2 separate regions of the Sus scrofa genome follow, and region 1 is linked to region 2. A link is a contact called in public Hi-C data. All regions are on one chromosome and are shown on one strand. Each heading gives the region's core, a stretch centred on a gene start, on an enhancer-like site or on the middle of the called end of the contact. The rest is flanking DNA. Distances are from core to core; before and after follow the strand shown. Region 1 has its middle 54 kb from the start of RAP1B. Region 2 has its middle 120 kb from the start of MDM1.

Region 1 (2,865 bases), core at 241-2,740, 65 kb before region 2:
TGGAATGGAATCCACATTAAAAAAAATTTTTTTTATGACCACATCTGCAGCATATGGAAATTCCTGGGCCAGGGATTGAATCCAAGCTACGGCTGCAACCGCCGCTGGATCCTTTAACCCACTGCACTGGGCCAGGGATCGAACCCTTGCCCACAGTGGGAACTCTGGAATCCACATTTTGACAAAACTCAGTGTGTTGCAACTGGCCCTCAGGCTTCTGGAAAACATGCCTTTTTAATCTGCATATTCTCCTTTCGGTTAATGCCAGGTGTCAGGATGATGCTCCACTGCCTTAAACATAAATTCATGGTGTATTTCTCATAAGCATATCCTACACATCTAAATGTCACCTTATTTTTTGAACATGCACTTAGGTAGATCGGATACTACCATTCTGTGGTCTTCCCTGGGAGCCTGATTTTTATGGAGGTGGTAGGGTCCCTGGGCACATGAAGAGATTCACAGCTGTGGAAATCAGACAGTTGAAGTCCTAAACAACTTTTCTGAAAAAATAGTCATTTATGTTTCTTTTGGATTACATTCTCATCACCTGCTTTTCCATGCGGTGGTCAAACACAGGCAGAGGGAAAATTGATTAGAAGAGTCATGGCTATTTACATTAATATCCTTGAAAGGCTTTGTAAATTGGGCATTTGCAAAGGAGAACTGCTTTAGAAACAGTACAATTCTCCACTATCCATCTGGGACAAATAATTCTGTGGTACTGACTGAAGAAATCTTTTAGTGCAGATGAAACTCCATGAACGGCATTTCATTGCAGAGATAGCCAGAAATGACTATCTTATTAAGAAGCAATGTGATGGTAAAACATAATTAAAGTGAGTCAAATTACCAAGCAGGGGGCAAGAAGGAATAGAGGGGGACTTGAATATGTATATATAGGCCCAGATAAATTAATTCTATGGGCATTTGTTTATAATAATTATGCATAAATATTCAAATAATAACCTTGCCCCCAAATTAACTGTTATACTCCTTTTAATTGCATGAAGCAGGTTACATGCTCATTACCAACTTTGCCAAAGAACATGTAATGATGTGAAAACTAAAACCCCCATGAAACGTTTCCATAAAAAATGACCGTCAGTTTTTCCTTGACTTACATTTACTTGTCAATTTCAAAGGAATCAAATTTCATTATGCCATATAAATGAAGTATCCTGAAGGCACTAATTCCTGCTGTTTCAAAGCCTACCCTATATTTTCTGTGGCTTTCAGATAAATGTATTTCTTTTAGAAAAGCAATTCTCACAACCTAACCTAAGTGGACAGAGCAGGGGCTGTTTCTAATGAAACTAAGGAATTTGTGATGTCATCTTGTGTGTGGCAATCCCTCAATTAAGAGGGGAGGATCAGAAAATGCAAAACCCTATGATTACACCAACTAACTTAAAGGAAATGCATCAAAAGCTCATTATGCATGGTTACAGTTTGCAGCAAAATACAGTCCTATAGAAAGTGAAAATGCCTGTTCTTTTAAGTACCTTGGCTTCGGAAGCCAGCAGTGACAAACCTCACAGATCAACAGCCTTCCCTTTGAGCGAATGTAGAAAACCACTTGTTAGTTCCTTCCCTCCAAGCATCCCTTCCTGTGGCTCGACTTTGTTTTTAAACTATTTTATTTTTGGTAAAAATGGAGCTCACCAAACTCTAAAATACACGGAACCTCCTGCTGTCCATTGCAACACTGCAAGCAGCTCCAATATGAAAATTGGTGCATCACGTGTAACAAGGCAGTGGGGCACCAGGACTCCCCTCAGAAAGGGAAATGTGTTTACTTTGAAAAATACCCTGATAAGAGCTGGGAGAGTAGAAGAGAGCCCCGGAGGGGCTAGGGTGTGGGCGGAATGTTTCTGAGACAAAGGGAGCAATTTGGCAGTAACTTCCCAGTGCAGCATCTGGAGAGACAGGGGAGGGGCTGCAGCCAATGAGAGGGCAGCAACCAGCTTGCCCTCTGCCCACGTAACTCTTCCTTCCCTTCCCTCCTGCACACATCTTCGCTGAAATTACTGAACTGATGAAAAATTTGGTGTGAGTCTTTCTTTCTCTCTCTCTTTCTTTCTTAATTGAAAGGTGTAAAGGCTGGAGCTTGTGTCTAGATTAACTGAGTAGAACGAGGGTTAACTTCTGTGGATTCAAGAGTAGAGGCAGAAAAAAGCCTCTGTGAAGAAGTGTTCGGAATTTTTGTAGAAATTAGGGGAGGTCTCTAGACACAGATTTAGATGAGTTTACTGAAGGAATAAGGGAGTCCTTCATGGCATCTTGGTTAAACCAGCTACATTCTGGGCAGAATCACCACTTTGTGATACTGATGTCATGGGTGGAAAGCTACTGTGTGTTTTAAACTTCTTCATGGATAGGTTTGTGGAAACGTGACGTGACAAACACCAAGCATCATAGTTGATTTTGTAGTCTTTGAACTGGCTAGACTTCAAAATAATGTTAATTTAAGAGGCTGGCCGATGGAAAATATTTGAGTAGAATATCAAAGAACTTTAAAATCCCAGTCTTATATTTCATAAACATCCAACAACATCAGTTTTTCAAAGTCAATTCAAAATCCTGGAGAATAAGGGATAAATTCAGAACCAGGTAGACTGGTTATATAATATTCCCAAGGGACTCTTCATTACTCAGGCTGCAGATGAAGATGCACCAACAGCTGGGTCCCTTTGCACATGGTTATTATATCTGTTCTAGCATCAAATCTAGAGGGTCATAGTGTAAACCAATAGACAAACATATGTTTGATCATAGTTCACAGTGTCTTAGGGCTTTTTGATTATAAAAATAATAAATGGGGAGTTCCCTTTTGGCTCAGCAGGTTAAGGATCCAATGTTGTC
Region 2 (3,065 bases), core at 558-3,057:
AAAGTAAACCATGTGGACAATATATGCTTCAGAGTTTTGATAAAGTAGTAATCCCTAGGGGTCAAGGTTATCAGAAAAGGCTTCATGGCAGAGGTAGAAATTTTCCTGGACTCTGAATAATCAGTAGAATTTGGATTTATTAAAGAAATGAATTATAAATCTACTCCCTATTAACAATGCTGTGTAAATCAGGATCTTAATAATAATAGCCATTGTTTTGGGCTTCTCAACATGTTTTTTTCTTGTTATTCTTCATTTTGATAAAAGGCAAATTTTCACTTGGAGAGAATGAAGTCAGCACAACAGAGAGAAGCAAAGCCTGGAGGCAGAAAAAACTGTTGATGAGACTTGAGCCTGATTCAACTACACCTAAAGCCAGATGCCCTGAACTTCTAAGTTACAAGAGGCAGTAAATTCCCACCTTGCTCCTCTCCTTTGTTTTCTAAGTTAGTTTTAGTTGACTTTCAGTCACTTGCATCAGAAAGAATCCCAACTAATATGACAGGCTAATGAGACGGTATTTAACTGAATTTTAGATGAACACCTCTATGGATAGAGCTAGGGCTCAATTTATAGTCTAACTTGAAATTATAACTTGCAGATTATTTCTTATTAAGTATATTGGTGGTAAGTAATTCTTATCCTTTGATTCAACACAGTACGGGAACAGACTGGTGCCTGCATTTTCCCCTTGGAGCTTGTTATTTTTCTCATAACAGATGAATTATTTGTAAGCAAAAATTAAAGATAAAAATCAATTCCCATCATCTTAAAAAAAAAGTAGTGAGCCTGTCCCTAGAGTTATGAAGGCTGCAGAGTAATTCATCTGTCAAGGGTTGCTGGAAGGCAGAGCCCACCAACCTCCCAGAATTCAGTGTTAAGGGAACTAATAATTTTGCGTTTGCAGATTTGAAGTTTTTGCTGCAGCAGCCAGGGCAAATACAGCAAATCTCTAGGTGAGCTGGCAAATTGCTTAATAACAGCTAGCTAATACCAGGTAATTAACAAGTAAGTACACCGATGGGTCTACTATTGTTTTCAGTGATTTTTATGTATCGTCACAAGCCTGATTAGGTACTGGTATTGTCATCTTTCCCATTTTCCAGACGAGAAAAATTAAGGCACAAAGTCGTTAAGCCATGCTAGGTAGCCAGGCAGTCTGATGCTGATGTGACATGCTCTGAATCATTGTGCTCCACTGCTCTAGGGTATTAGTCAACTTAGAAAGGTGCCTATGGTGTATCAGCAAGACCCAGGTCTCTACTCTGTCTCACATGCTTTTCCCTACACACAGCCCCCTGCCTCTTTCAAGACGTGGTTCAAATGTTCCCTTCTCATGAGCTCCTTGGCCACCTAATTTAAATGCATTCCCGGTCCCTCTTACTCTGCTCTAATTTCTCTTTTATTCATAGCACATGTTCCTTTCTCACATGCTATTTAGTTAACTTTAAAAAAAATTTTTTTTAGGGCTGCACCTGCAGCATATGTAAGTTCCCAGGCTAGGGGGATGGATAGGAGCTGCACTGCCCACCTGTGCCACAGCCACAGCAACACTAGGTCCAACCCTCATCTGTGACCTACACCACAGCTCACAGCAGCAGTGGATCCTTTAACCCACTAAGCGAGGCCAGGGATCGAACCTGCATCCTCATGGATACTAATTGGGTTCATAACTTGCTGAGCCACAACAGAAACTCCTTAATTAACTTTTTAAGTATTATTTTTTGTTGTTGTTTCTGTATGCTCCTGGAATGTGTACTTTGTGAAGACAGGGATGTTTGTTCACTTTGTTCATTGATGTACCTCATGTGCCTAGTGTATAACAGCCACTAAATATTTGTTGAGTGAGTGAACCAATCAATGAGTAAATACTGGGGGGTTCTGGGAGAAATTTTCCACTTGATCAGACAAAGAGGGAAAGCAGAAACTCTTTGCTACTCTCTGCAGCCTATTTCCTGCTCTTGAGACCCACTGGATGAGGATCTAATGTTTGAGCATTTGTAGGCCTCTTGCCACTGAAAAAGAGATGAACGGAATTATAGCCATGCCCCTGAGCTCTGCCTGCGCTTAACTATGAGCCAGCACTAGCAAAGAAAGGTCTCCAGATTTCTTGCTTGTGAAACCTTAAATCGTTCCTTTCAAAACCACTGTGAGTTAGGCGTGTTCTCACTTGTAGCCCAAAGCATCCTCAACTGATGTAATAATTAAGTCACTGCGGTAAAAAAGAAAGATATTTGGCTTTTGTCCCTGGTTCCTGGCACAGAGCCCCTAAAACTGTTAGGATTTCCTAAGTGATAAGAGTGACAGAAGTATCTTTTATTCTAATGAGGTGACAGAAACCAGGAGTTATAGTGTGAAAGGGCTGTCTTCTTTTTTTTTTTTTTTTTTTTTTTGTCTATTTAGGGCCACACCCATGGTATATGCAGGTTCCTAGGCTAGAGGTCGAATCAGAGCCAGAGCTTCTGGCCTATACCACAGCCATAGCAATGCATGATCCGAGCTGCATCTATGACTTAACACCACAGCTCATGGCAATGCCAGATCCTTAACCCAATGAGCAAGGCCAGGGATTGAACCTACGTCTTCATGGATACAAATTGGGTTTGTTAACCACTGATCCATGTTGGAAACTCCAGGGCTGTCTTATTTTGTGGATCAGTATAATCAACTCCTAAAGAATCTTTACTAAAATGGATTTGTGAAAGCAACTAATTTTGGGAAAATACTTTTGGTTTTGAAGGCTGCAGAGAGGAAGCCATGTTTGAGCTAAGACCCTAAAAAAGGAACCAGTCAGGAAATAAAGAAGAGGATGGGAAGAAGAGATTCTAGGCAGAGGTAATGACACAGGCAACTAATTAAAAAAAATATATCAAGTGCTTATTGAAATAGTGATAATGCTTTAACTGGAGTCTTTAAAGTAGTATTTGTGATAACCTTGTGAGTATTTACTATTATTATTCCAGCTTACAGATGAGAAAACTGAGAATTGGAGAGGTTAAGTCAGTTGCCTAAAATCACAGCTTACAAGTGGGGGGTCTAAGATTCAAACCAATTTGAGAGCATGA

Evidence for each region. Hi-C and Micro-C count contacts between places; a contact is called where the count stands out from the background.
Region 1: a Hi-C map of liver shows a contact between it and region 2, with 1.9 times the contacts expected there. The contact joins two enhancer-like sites. A contact is called at or near these places in 3 of 47 Hi-C or Micro-C datasets (blood and liver) and 2 of 2 datasets of contacts at active chromatin or transcription factors (alveolar macrophages and skeletal muscle).

The regions. Positions count from the first base shown.
Region 1 is chr5:32,855,091-32,857,955 of Sscrofa11.1, reverse strand. No RefSeq gene overlaps it. Among named protein-coding and RNA genes, the nearest start is that of RAP1B, 54 kb to the left of the region's middle. Within about 2 kb of position 1,490, at least 24 of the 83 cell types and tissues checked have an H3K27ac peak or open chromatin away from gene starts, as enhancers often do. A contact at or near this core is called in liver, where this site is marked.
Region 2 is chr5:32,790,108-32,793,172 of Sscrofa11.1, reverse strand. No RefSeq gene overlaps it. Among named protein-coding and RNA genes, the nearest start is that of MDM1, 120 kb to the right of the region's middle. Within about 2 kb of position 1,807, at least 3 of the 83 cell types and tissues checked have an H3K27ac peak or open chromatin away from gene starts, as enhancers often do. A contact at or near this core is called in liver, where this site is marked.